4 separate regions of the Sus scrofa genome follow, and regions 1, 2 and 4 are each linked to region 3. The links are chromatin contacts, called in public Hi-C and HiChIP or PLAC-seq maps. All regions are on one chromosome and are shown on one strand. The core of a region is the stretch at or near the end of the contact, and the rest is flanking DNA. Distances in the headings are between cores, read along the strand shown.

What was found. A called contact is a pair of places that touch in the nucleus more often than the background predicts. HiChIP or PLAC-seq counts read pairs in DNA pulled down with a chosen protein or histone mark.
Region 1: an H3K27ac HiChIP or PLAC-seq map of skeletal muscle shows a contact between it and region 3. The contact joins two enhancer-like sites. A contact is called at or near these places in 3 of 47 Hi-C or Micro-C datasets (epiblast stem cells and skeletal muscle) and 1 of 2 datasets of contacts at active chromatin or transcription factors (skeletal muscle).
Region 2: a contact with region 3 is called in a Hi-C map of fetal heart ventricle, with 2.7 times the contacts expected there. The contact joins two enhancer-like sites. A contact is called at or near these places in 3 of 47 Hi-C or Micro-C datasets (fetal heart ventricle, heart right ventricle and skeletal muscle) and 1 of 2 datasets of contacts at active chromatin or transcription factors (skeletal muscle).
Region 4: a contact with region 3 is called in an H3K27ac HiChIP or PLAC-seq map of skeletal muscle, with 3 times the contacts expected there. The contact joins the promoter of PBX1 here to the enhancer-like site in region 3. A contact is called at or near these places in 1 of 5 promoter capture datasets (fetal liver), 14 of 47 Hi-C or Micro-C datasets (alveolar macrophages, embryonic fibroblasts, epiblast stem cells and 9 more) and 1 of 2 datasets of contacts at active chromatin or transcription factors (skeletal muscle).

What each region holds. Positions count from the first base shown.
Region 1 is chr4:86,088,359-86,091,323 of Sscrofa11.1, reverse strand. The region is part of intron 2 of PBX1 (pre-B-cell leukemia transcription factor 1); the gene reads left to right. Among named protein-coding and RNA genes, the nearest start is that of PBX1, 80 kb to the left of the region's middle. Within about 2 kb of position 1,338, at least 15 of the 83 cell types and tissues checked have an H3K27ac peak or open chromatin away from gene starts, as enhancers often do. A contact at or near this core is called in skeletal muscle, where this site is marked.
Region 2 is chr4:85,797,428-85,800,296 of Sscrofa11.1, reverse strand. No RefSeq gene overlaps it. Among named protein-coding and RNA genes, the nearest start is that of PBX1, 370 kb to the left of the region's middle. Within about 2 kb of position 1,391, at least 1 of the 83 cell types and tissues checked has an H3K27ac peak or open chromatin away from gene starts, as enhancers often do.
Region 3 is chr4:85,926,501-85,929,216 of Sscrofa11.1, reverse strand. The region is part of intron 2 of PBX1 (pre-B-cell leukemia transcription factor 1); the gene reads left to right. Among named protein-coding and RNA genes, the nearest start is that of PBX1, 240 kb to the left of the region's middle. Within about 2 kb of position 1,391, at least 22 of the 83 cell types and tissues checked have an H3K27ac peak or open chromatin away from gene starts, as enhancers often do. A contact at or near this core is called in fetal liver, fetal skeletal muscle, omental adipose tissue and 1 more, where this site is marked.
Region 4 is chr4:86,168,899-86,171,898 of Sscrofa11.1, reverse strand. It overlaps PBX1 (pre-B-cell leukemia transcription factor 1), which reads left to right and starts at 1,625. Exons shown (of 9, transcript XM_005655372.3): 1 at 1,625-2,587. The coding sequence starts at 2,397.

The DNA of each region.
Region 1 (2,965 bases), core at 89-2,588, 160 kb before region 3:
AGAGAGAAAATAAATGAATGTGAGTCTTATGTGAGTCTAGCTTGGGAACAATGGAGCTGGTAATATAGTGGCCGAGACAGTTGACTGGAAGCCAAGGGCTTCTGAGTTCAAGTGCACACTGGGACACTAACTTCCACTGGGATTTGGGGCATCTGTTTCTTTATCACCCAAAGGCAGGAGGTGGGCTGAGGGCATCCTGTTATATAGTAGGCAGCCATTCAACGTGAACAATAAGTCGATGACTTTGGCCCTGTTGTTGAGGAGCTGACAGATTGTGACCAATGAGGTTGGGGTGACTGGAGGACAATTTTGCCCTCAGTTGGGAGAGGCTTGCCAAATTCCCCTGGCATTGGTCCGGAACCACAGACAGAAACATCACCGTTTAAGGTATTTGGCCCTTTTACTTTATCCTCGTCCACTACACGGCTGATCCTAGGAAAAAGAGCACTCTTCCACCAATGAATTCTTCAGAGGTCTGGAGCAGACAGCCCAGGCTTTTTTCTCCAAAAGCTCCAGCCTGCTGACTCAAGCTCTTTTCTCATCTCTCTGGCATGTCGCTGCACTCAGGATAAGATTTGTGTGACCATCAGGTACAAATTCATGTGTCACTTTTTGATTAAATGGGGCCATCTTGCTCTAGGGGTCACCGGGCATGTGGGGGGGACCCATTCCTACTTCTAAGGTCCCTTGAATTTCAGCCCTTTTCTTTGAAAGCTGTAAGGCAACAGTTCAGGGCACTTGTGCTGCTGCTATGGCTGTGCCTATATTTGATGGGGAAGGCTGGTTGCCAAGCAGCAGGGAATGGACATGATCGTGTTGCCTAGCAACAGCGGCAGCGTGGTCACTTGCGCAGATTTCTGCGCCTCTTCCTGTTTGGTCTGCTGGAAAATACAGATGGCTTCCGTGGGTCGCTCTCTACCCTGGCCACAGTGAGATGTTGGAAAAACAGTGAACCGGGGTGGATAAATGCACAAGCAGGTGGTTTAAAATGATTACTTTCTAAACTGTCTAGGGCCGAGCTTTTTGTACGGTGTTCCTCCATTTCCCCTTTGAAGATATTGTACGTACCCAGCGTGACCTGTAGATTGATTGCAGAGCCAGGAGAGGAGTCTTAGGAAAAAGTACCCCACTTCTTTGCGTGCTGCCTCTTCTGAGCCTGGTGGAGCCTTCGCACTGGGGAGCATGTGTGAATATAATATAAAACAGTCAATTTTCTGATAAATACACACACACACACACACACACACAGGCCTGTGTGAAAAAGATACAGGAGGAGCAGAGCGTGACCACCTATTGTTTGTTGGGGTCTGAGGAACAAAGCAGTCGGGAGAGATAAAGGCAGGCGAGCCCTGCGGGTCTGCCCTTTCTCCCTGCTCTGACCAGCACCTCGCATGTGACACAGCTCAGTGAGGTCACTTGCTCATTCCAGATTCTAAAGATGCTTCCTTGGCAGAGGCCTCCTAGGTCAGAGGCCTCTTGGCGGTGGTTGTATGTTTGGAGCACCAGGAGTGTTTGGAGCTGAATGCTTAAGGAATGGATTTTCTGGCAGTGAGAGAAAGAGAGTGAGCATCTGACCCTTAGCCCTCCTAGGGTGAGGAGGTACCTCCCTACCCACTCCCGTTCCTGTCTATGGAGTTGAATTGTAGCCAAGTACCGGCTTGGTGTCAGCAGGCCCTGGTTCTGTCTTTAATGTCACTGCCTACCTGCGGTGTGGCTCTTTGAGGCCCTTTGTCCCACCTGAACCTTTGCATTCCTGTCTAGGAAGATAATAGCAAACTCAGCCTCACAGGGAGGGCTTGAAGGTTCAGAAAGGCCCTGGTTTGTTGGCACATCTGGCCTAGAGCCAGTGTGTAGGGATTCTTGCTGCCAACCTCCTCCTAGCAGTTTAAGAGCAGGAAGAGAGAAGGGAAGGCAAGCTCTGCACAGCACAGATTTCGCCATCTTGGTTTCTGTTCCCAGCCTTAGCCTTCCAGATGATGAGCCAGTATTTCCATCCATTTAGGTTAGAAAAGACGAGAGACCCCTCTCCTTTTGGAGGCTTGACTTGGTCCCTTGGGAGCCTGGAGGGGGCTAATTGATTTTCAGTAGTTTCCTAGTTTTTACAAAATCAGTAAGGATGGGTTGTTTGCATTTCACAGATGATGAGACAGGAATGTAGAACAGTGGGCTAATTTGTTGGGGATTCTCGAGACCATTGGTTCCAAGTTGGGATCAAAATCCTAGGGCCTGATGGGGTAAAGGAAGCCTCTGGCAAAGCCAGAGGGAGTAGGTTAGTGTAGGACATCTCTGTGGAGTCAGAACATCCTAGGAACTGAGGAGACTTGGATTTTAGGTTTCAAGTTGCCAGGTCAGTGAGTGTCCTCTGGATAGATTGAAGCATGGCTTTTGGCAGCCCAGCTGAGCTGCCAGGCCTGAGTCTGCTCTGTTGTACGTCCACTAGTCTGCAGAGGGGCAAAGGCATTCTAATGCAGAAGCTCCAGCTCTCATTGAAGTCCTGCTAAAGGCCCTGGTTCTTCAGTTTCCTCAGAGTCAGGGAAACCTAGGGCTAGGAATTACCAGCTTTGGCTACTTTAAAAGTGCTCTACTCAGTGGATTGCTCCATGAAGGACAGCATGTCCTTCTTTTGCATTGGTTACTTGTCTCTCTCTTTTTTTCTTTTTTGGTCTTTTTAGGGCCACACGCATAGCATATGGAAGTTCCCATGCTGTGGATCACATTCGAGCTTCAGCTGCTGGCCTGTGCCACAGCCAGAGCAATGCCAGATCCGAGCTGTGCCTGCTGCCTACACCACAGCTCACTGCAACCCTGGATCCTTAACCCACTGAGTGAGGTCAGGGATCCATACTGTGTCCTCATGGATCCTAGTCAGGTTCATCGCTATGGAGCCAAGGTGGGAACTTCCTGGTTACTTTGTCTCTTAAAGCAAGTGTAGACACAGTTTTCTGGACCAACAACTGTTAACGGC
Region 2 (2,869 bases), core at 142-2,641, 130 kb after region 3:
CAAGGACATGGGATTATCAGTGCTAGAACCAGGAAAGTCCTGGGCTCACTGGATGAGTAAGTCACTCTATCTAAGTCACTCTTGGATAAGTAAATTTTGAGTTGTTTGGCTCTGAACCTCTCACACTTCTCCACCTGCTTGGGAATGCTACCTCTTTCCATCTGCTATTCAAAATTTATTCATCTGCATAGATCCATCTTGAATTCTAGCTCCCAGATGAATCTTTCCCAGATCACCTCCATGACAAACCATTTCTCTTTCCTTTGAATCCCAGTAGCTCTGGTTTCCTGGGTGATCTGTAGGAAAGCGGTAGAGTGGTTGGGAACATGGATTTAGGAGGGAGGGAAGTATACGTCCCACATCTCATGTGAACAGTTGCTAACTGAATGGAGTTATTTCTCCTCTTCCTGTCTCAGTTTCTCGGGTTTTGGGTGTGTTTGCACAAATACCCAATTATAATACTTAGCTCTTTGGGAGGTTGTGAAGGTTGAGTGAAATAATATATGTTGCACCTGTGTCATAGGTAGTCTATTAATATATTTTTAATATATTTTAATATACTTTAAATAAATATTTAATAATTCTCTTTGGTTCCTTCATTCAATGAGTATTTGATGAGTGCCTTCTATGTACCTGGTCCTATTCCATGAAACAGACAATATCTCTGCCCTAAGGAGCTTAGATGCTAGTGGGGAAGGAGGGGAAAACATAAAATAAACTACAAACTGTGGCCAAAGTGACAAGTGTTAGAAACATAAGGTAGTGGCGGGAGATAGTGAGTGCTTTATATCAGAGTGATAAGAGAGCCTAAAACAAAGACCTAATGAAGGTGAGGGGTTGACCTATGAAGGTATTTTGAGAAAAGAGGTCTCCAGGTGAAGGTGACAGCAAGCAGGTTCAAAGTGCTCAGAAGGTCCATCCCAGTGTTTGGGGGAAAATGTGGCTGAGAAGAAGGAAAAGTAGGAAATGAGATCAGGGAGGTAAATGAGGAGGCACAAACCAGGAAGAACCATGTCGATGACTTAGGGCTCTGGCTTATACCCTGAACATGAAGGGATGACATTGGATTGTTTTCATCAGGGGAGGGACAACTTTCTGACTTCACATTTTAAGAATCACTCTTGCTGCTAGCTTCAGGATAGACTGTAGGTGGGTAAAGACAGAACCTGGGAAAGCTCTCAGGAGACTGTTGTGGCCATAAACTGAGTGGGAGAGGAACGTGACCTAGGTAAGAGTGCAGGTGAAGGGGATGAGTGTGGTTAGAGTCTGGCTAGTTTTGGAAGAAGAGCCAATGCACTTGTAATAGAGACCAGTTGGCCTCCATTCAGAAATAGCTCCAAGATTTCTGAGCGCAGAGTTGTTGTCAGCTGGAGTGAGGAAGACCAGGGACACCAGGCTGGGAGTGAAGTCCAGGAGTCGAGCTTTGGACATGGTAAGCATGTAGTACCTATTAAATATCCATGTGGGGACGCTGAGCCATGTTACCTAGGCTAGTCTTCCTTTTAAATATTTCATGGTTATTCTCAGGGGAGAATTTAAATTTTTAGAGGGTCGGTAGTGCCCCTTCCTCTAGCCTCCCTAATAGTACCATTTAGCCAAGAGGTCAGTTCCATCATCTTGTACATTCTTCGGAACCTCCTTCAGTTCTTAGAGTAATTCTAGGTACAATAGATATCTGATTTGTATCAGGTAGAGAAGACAGAAACTGCAGGGCAAGAACTTTGGATCCCATGAATGCTTTTAAAACAGAACCCTCATGATTCTAAGACCTTTTGGTAAAAGAACTTGGTCCTCCATGTGGAAACCTTTGAAAGCACTAACACATTCCGCAGTCCCATGTGAAACCTTAGTGAGTGTCCAGGCAGCCAATGCTGTGTGGCAAAGACATTCATGCTTCCAGGTTCCCCAGAAACAAGAGAATAAAAGGCAGAAGATGAATGGCCTTTGCTTCTGAAACAGCTGCCGCTGCTCCTGCATCTGCAAGGCCGGTTGATTTAGAGATATGTGAAGAGAGCCTCTGAGCCCCTGGCTCCTGCCAAGTGAATTAGCAGGTGCATCCCATGGCAAGGGTTATCATTCTATTCCAGGTGCTACAGGACAAGTGCCCTGGAGCTGGAAGATGAAATCCGCTTGCTCCCAGAGGAACCTGCAGACACACCTGGGCACAGCTCTGAAGGTCAAGGTCATCTTGCTCTGGAGACTGATTTGGAGTCAAGTCAATAGCACTCAACAAAGACTGATTCCCAAGGGAGGTGCCTGGGATTGCTGTTACTGGAGGATCCTGATCATAGTGCCAACTCTCCATTACCTGGGACAATACACATGGAGGTGGAGGTGGGCATGGAGGCACAAGTTGATATAAACAGTAAATAACCCAGAAACTGAAACCATTTTCTCCCTGACAGTGAATGATATTGAGACGTACTCAGGCCACTCTCGGCAGATATTTCAGATACCAGTTCATCACAGGCTAGTTTCCCCCTTCCCCTCCAAAATTAAATGTTCTATAACAAGATTTCTATGCAATTCTGGAAAATGAAATAGATTTCTTTGCACAGGATTTCTCAAACTCTTAATAGGCTAATAGGCACTGACATTTTCCAAAGTGGGGAGTTCCTAGTGGCTCAGTGGGTTATGAATCCAACTAGTTTTCATGAGGATGTGGGTCCAGTCCCTGGCCTTGCTCAGTGGGTTAAAGATCTGGAGATGCCATGAGCTGTGATGTGGGTTGCAGGAGTAGCTCAGAACTGGCTTGGCTGTACTGTGGAGCGGTCCAGCAGCTGCCGCTCCGATTTGACCCCTAGCCTGGGAGCTTTGTATGCCCACGGGTGCGGCCCTAAAAAACAAAAACAAAAACAAAAACAAAAAA
Region 3 (2,716 bases), core at 142-2,641:
TCAGAAGCTCACAGTCTTGCTGGCAAGGCAGCAGCTGTGACATTGGCTGTTCTGAGATGTGCTGTGGCTGTGATGTAGATAGTACTTGCCCTGGTGGCTTAGAGGCAAGGGAGTTCATTTTTAGCTATTGTCTGGGTAGGTTTCAAGGAGAAAGATTTTGAGCTGAGATTTGAAATGGGATGGCACGGTAGTTAGTGGTTTTTTATGGCTGAAAGGGAAGAGCCACATGGCCCAGTGGCTCTAACTATAATGGTTCTATGGCAGAAAAAAAGTCATTGAAGAGGATCGGATTTGGAGGAAATTTCAAAGAAAGTAAGAAATCGATGGGAAGAACTTCCTTCCTTCCTACCTCATATCTGATTATCTTTCCTTAGAGTGTCAGACATGGGAGTTCACTTGTGGCACAGTGGGTTAAGGATCCAGCATCGGCACTGAAGCAGCTCAGGCCTAGCCCAGGAACTTCTACATGCTGTGGGTGTAGCCAAAAATATATAAAGAAACAAACAAAACAAGCATATCAGTCATGCCCTGGGCATCAGGACGTTGTGTGCATGCGTGCTTGTGTGCATCTGTACACTCCTATGCAGAACTGAAATCATATCCCCTTGGCTACTGTAGGGTTCTGTGAGTCAGAACCCTACTGTTGTAGTAGAAGATGAAGTGGCTAAGTGTGAAAGACCTAAATTCCAGTCATGGCATTTCCCGTTTGCTTTGATTGGGGGGAAACTACTCAGCCTTCGTTTATCCACTATCTAATTTTTTAATATTCATGTTTTATATAAGGTGATGCAATTCATGGTGCCGAAGTACTTTCTGAACAAATAAAAGGTGTAACTGTGATATTTCCAGGAGGCAGGCACTTTGCTCTATTTCTCAAAATGCAGGGACAATGTATTTCTGTCCCACACTTCTGTCCAAAGTTCTGACCACCTGGGAGATAGCAGAGCAGGTTTGGCGATGAGCCTGGGCGAGCTTCCTGGTCAGGTGTATTGAAGACCAACTTGTGGACAGTGGAACACCTGCACAGGGGTTCAGTCTTATGATTTCAGATCAAGCAAAGGGATTGGTCGGAAAGTATGAGGTCTCATCCTGGGGGGAACGCCTTGTGCCCTTTTCCCAACCACACGTCTCTTGTCTATCCATCTCTTATCTCTGTTGACCCCTCAGCCCAGCTTTGGTCCCTGAACTGCTGTTTGAATCTGAAGACCACTGTCTCTGTAGAGCTGCTCTCCTTCTCTGCTGTCTGCCCCACCCGTGGAAGCAGGAATCTAAGTGGGGTTATTTTCCCCAGCTCGAAAAGAACCTGGGGACTGGAAAAGACCAGGCCCTCCCAGCCCAGCCAGTCCTTGGTGAAGAAAGAGTGCCCTCTAGTGGACATTGTCTGGAGCTGCTCCGGATTCCCGTGGAAGCTCCGCCAAGGACAAAACAACCCCCTCGCTGCCCTCCTGCCAAGGATCTTGAATATGCCTTTGGGTTTAGTTTGTTTTTCTCCTGGTGTGAAGAGAAATAAATAAATAAAGAACAGCGGGAGACCAGTTGTGAGAGCAGCTTCGACAGTGCTGTGACAGCCCCCTTATCTTGGGAGTTTCACCAAAGAATTAACCCCAGGCCAGTGACGTGACATGAGGCTTTTTAAAGGGCATGAGAAGATTTCTATATAAATCACTTATCTTTCTTGACTGGTCTCTTACATGAGGAAAAGGAAACTCTTTAAGGATGATTACCGAAAGGGTTAAATCTCTCGTTGGGTGACCTTTTTCGGAGAGCAAATCCACTGCAGTTGATTTCATTTTTGGTAGTGGATGTTTTCAGACCTGACGGTTAAACCCCTATATGCACTGGCATAAGCAGGGGATTTTTTTTTCCCTTTAAAACCTGTTTCAGTAAAAGCGGTTGGGCTGGGGAGCCCAGAGGGGAGAGGGCGGGGGAGGACGCAGGGCGCCCATCAGGGGAGCAGGAACCTGATCATATGTGATGGTTGCTGGATTAGGTAACAGCTCTGCTGGTTGAAATTGGATCTTGGAGGATGAGTGTTAACATCTCTGGTGTCCTGGCGAAAGGTTCATTTGAGACTTGCATGGTGCCACAGAGATAAAAAGGAGCTTTTAAATAATCATTTTGTCTCCTACTTGCCAGAGTGCTGACTTCAAGCAGTAAATAGGTAGCATCACTTCTGCTTAGACATATCGGCCTTTTCATTTATTTATTTAATGTCGGTGGGATTTTTTTTTTTTTAAATTCGCTAGCTGAACAGTTTTTCGTACCAGTGAATCCCAGCACCCACTTTTATCGTGGAACATTTGCATCCTGCTCCTTCTGTGCAGAAATCTGTACATACAGTGCTGTTTATTGGTCCATCCATGCCTCCTCCCGGCACACACGCACAGCCCGAGACCATCAGAACCAGAACCTTCCATGTGTTGTGGTGGAAAAAGAACATTTTCTCTTCATGTTCTGTGTGTGTGTGTGTGTGTGTGTGTGTGTGTGTGTGTGTGTGTGTGTGCGCGCGCGCATGTGTGTATATAGTTGTGGTTGTGGTTCTGACCCTACTCTGAAACTTCTATTTTCATAATGATTTGAACATAATTTAAAGGGCGTAATTTGGAGAGGACTGTTGGGATTTTGTTTTTTTCTGTTGTTTTATTCACATCTCTGGCATGGGGCCTATTTATGAGTCTCGAACTCTGAGTAAAAATGCCAGTAACATGGATGTTAT
Region 4 (3,000 bases), core at 376-2,875, 240 kb before region 3:
AATTAATACTCCCTATTGCATGCCCAAATGCCAATGAGTGCCAAATACCTTAAGAACTGTCTTGAAATCCTTTCATAAGCCCCATATTTCACCAAACTTTTTTTCTGGTAATGACTGGGGAGGAGGTTGGTCTGATAAAAAGAATAGCATTTTATTTGAGGATCTCAAAGCAACTGGTGAGGCTACCTTCCATTTTGCAGATTGGGTAGACTGAAGTTTGCAACCATTCCATGCATTTCCTTTGGCTATACTGCCATCCAGGAAGAGAACTATCTACACAGTAGAATATTTCATATTCCAAAACGCTATACTTGGCTTTTCCAAAATAATTCATCTGTTCTTTTATCTTGCAGCCATTGTAACTATGTACCCAGTCAGATTTCCTCCCTCACATTGCCTGATGGAAAGATTGGAAGCAAATTTACGGTCTACTTGGCACTTCAGTATTGAACTTTAGCTACGAGTCTCTTATTAGGTATTCCCCTTATTTATTTTATTTTTTCATTCTTTATTATCAAGTTGAGTTAATTTGTTTGAATATGTATCATTTTAAGCATAGTGAGTCTCTTTTTCAAACAAGATGGGCAGTACACACATAACTAATTTTTATACATTTCTATTAGATGGAGGCATCCCTTCCTTGACACTTAATAACTGTAGGACCTTGAAGAAGTTATTTAACCTTTTCAAGTTCCTTCTCTGTTAAATGGAACTAATAATCCATAACTCTCACAGATGTCTTAGGGATTAAATAAAATAACTTATGTAAATTACTTGGTGCATAGTAGGCATTCAATAAATGTCAGTTCACTTCTTATCTCAGTTAATAATGCTTATTAAACTATATTAAAAACTAGAACCAGACTATGATAATGCATTTCTTTATTAAGTATTTAAGCCAAATAACTAATTTCCCCCAGGGGGAAAAGAGAGAGATGTTGAATTAGTTTCGGTGAACTTATTTATTAATCTTTTCTCCCTCAGTATTATTGTTTCATATCCATAATTTAGCTTGCATGCAACAAAAATGTCACAGTTCAACATTACTTTGAACTCTGTTGTGTTTTTTTAAAATCTATTTTTATATTTGCTATTTATTATATGTTATTGAACATTATATTAACAGTTCAGTTGTGTTTCCTAAGAACTTCGTGCTGACAGACTTTCGCTCTCAAGTTTCCCTGAGGTCTAACGACTTAAAAGGATCAAGTTTTAAACGGCAAGGTTACAGCAAAAGAAAAACGTGGGTAGGAGGGGGAGATCCACACCGTCAGCGTTCTTTCCCATTAATTTTATACGTTTGCATTTAAGTGGAGCCACGTTTTCCTCAAGGACGGACTCTAAGTGAGACAAGCAAGAAAAGTGGGCACCAACTAATTGAGCTGGTGCTACGGTATCATTGCACCTTTAAGGACTGGAGACTTGGTATTAGCTCGGCCTCCTTCCCGGCCCACCTCTGAACTCTGATTGACAGGCCGCCGGGCGAGGAGGAGCCGAAGGAGGCCGAGGAGGAGGCGCAGGGAGGAAAGTAGGGGGAGGTGGGGACCGTCTTTTCTCTGATGACCAATCAGAAAGAGGGGGCGGGGCTCATGGTGCCCTCCTCCCTCCTTCCCTCCCCCGCCTCACGGCTTCCCCGCCCCCTCCCCTCTTTCCTCTGCCCCCTCCCCTCTCCTCCTTCTCGTCCTCCTCCTTCTCCTCCTCCTCCTCCTCTCAGGCTGTGGTTTTTCTGTGTATGTTTCTGGAGTCCTGAGCCTGAGCTAAACAAAAGCAGGAGGCTGACGGGGCTGCTGGAGTTTGCAGAGACACGGAGGAGGAGAGAGCCTGTGCTCTGCCTGCCGCCGCGGCTGGGGGAGATCTGGCTTTTGCAACAGCCCACCCCCTTTGAGATCACTCTGGCCCGGAGTGGGGGTGGGGGGCAGCGGGGGGTGGGGGGGAAAGTTTGCATTGCAATCCCCCTGCCTTCCTCTCCTTTCTCCCGATCAATGCATATTTGCAAAAGGATTAAGCCACAGATTTAAGCGCCTGGAGCCCATTTCTGCCTTGCAAAGGAGACCGGACTGAAAAACCAAAAGCCAGCTCTGATTTCTTTTCGTCAAGTGGGAAGGTGGTTTATTTTTCTTGCTTTTTGGAGTCAACACCCTTCCCCACCAGCCCTTATCCCCACCCTCACCCCGCAACCCCTTCACGCCCCCCTCCCCCTCCCCACTCCCCATCCTCCCACCATCCTCTAAAGAGGCAAAGGGATTTTTTTTTCTTTTGGTCTTCTTTTTTCCCGTTCCCTGTTTATCCTGAAAAGGATCTGAAGACAGCTTGAAGGATAAAAAGCCTTGGTGCTTCCCAGGAGCCGAGCCGAGGAGCAGAAGAGGAAGAGCCGGGGGCTGCCGTTGCCTTTGGAGATGGACGAGCAGCCCAGGCTGATGCATTCCCATGCTGGGGTCGGGATGGCCGGACACCCCGGCCTGTCCCAGCACTTGCAGGATGGGGCCGGAGGGACCGAGGGGGAGGGCGGGAGGAAGCAGGACATTGGAGACATTTTACAGCAAATTATGACCATCACAGACCAGAGTTTGGATGAGGCGCAGGCCAGGTGAGATGGAGGCTTTTCTTTTCCTTTCTTGGGGTTTTTTGTTTTTCTCCCTCTCGCTGGGGGAAACAATGGGAACCGAATCACCACAGCGCTTTCTTTTTAAATGTTATTTCTTTGCCCATTTTGACGAGCAACTGTATGGCGGAGGAGTAAAAATTGGAGGAGCGTTGTTATCGAAAGTGTAATCTCCCATGCCGTGATGTGTGTATATATATATATATATATTTATATATATAGTGTATGTATGTATGTGTGTGTGTGTGTGTGAATATAGAGGTATTCCTATATAGCCATACAAACACTCAAGCACGCCAAAAAATACTGGCAACTGATCCAAAAGCGGCCCTCGGCACTTTTTACTGCTTTAAAAAAGTATCCAGAGAGAGCAGAATTGTCAAGTTTTGAAGAGCATT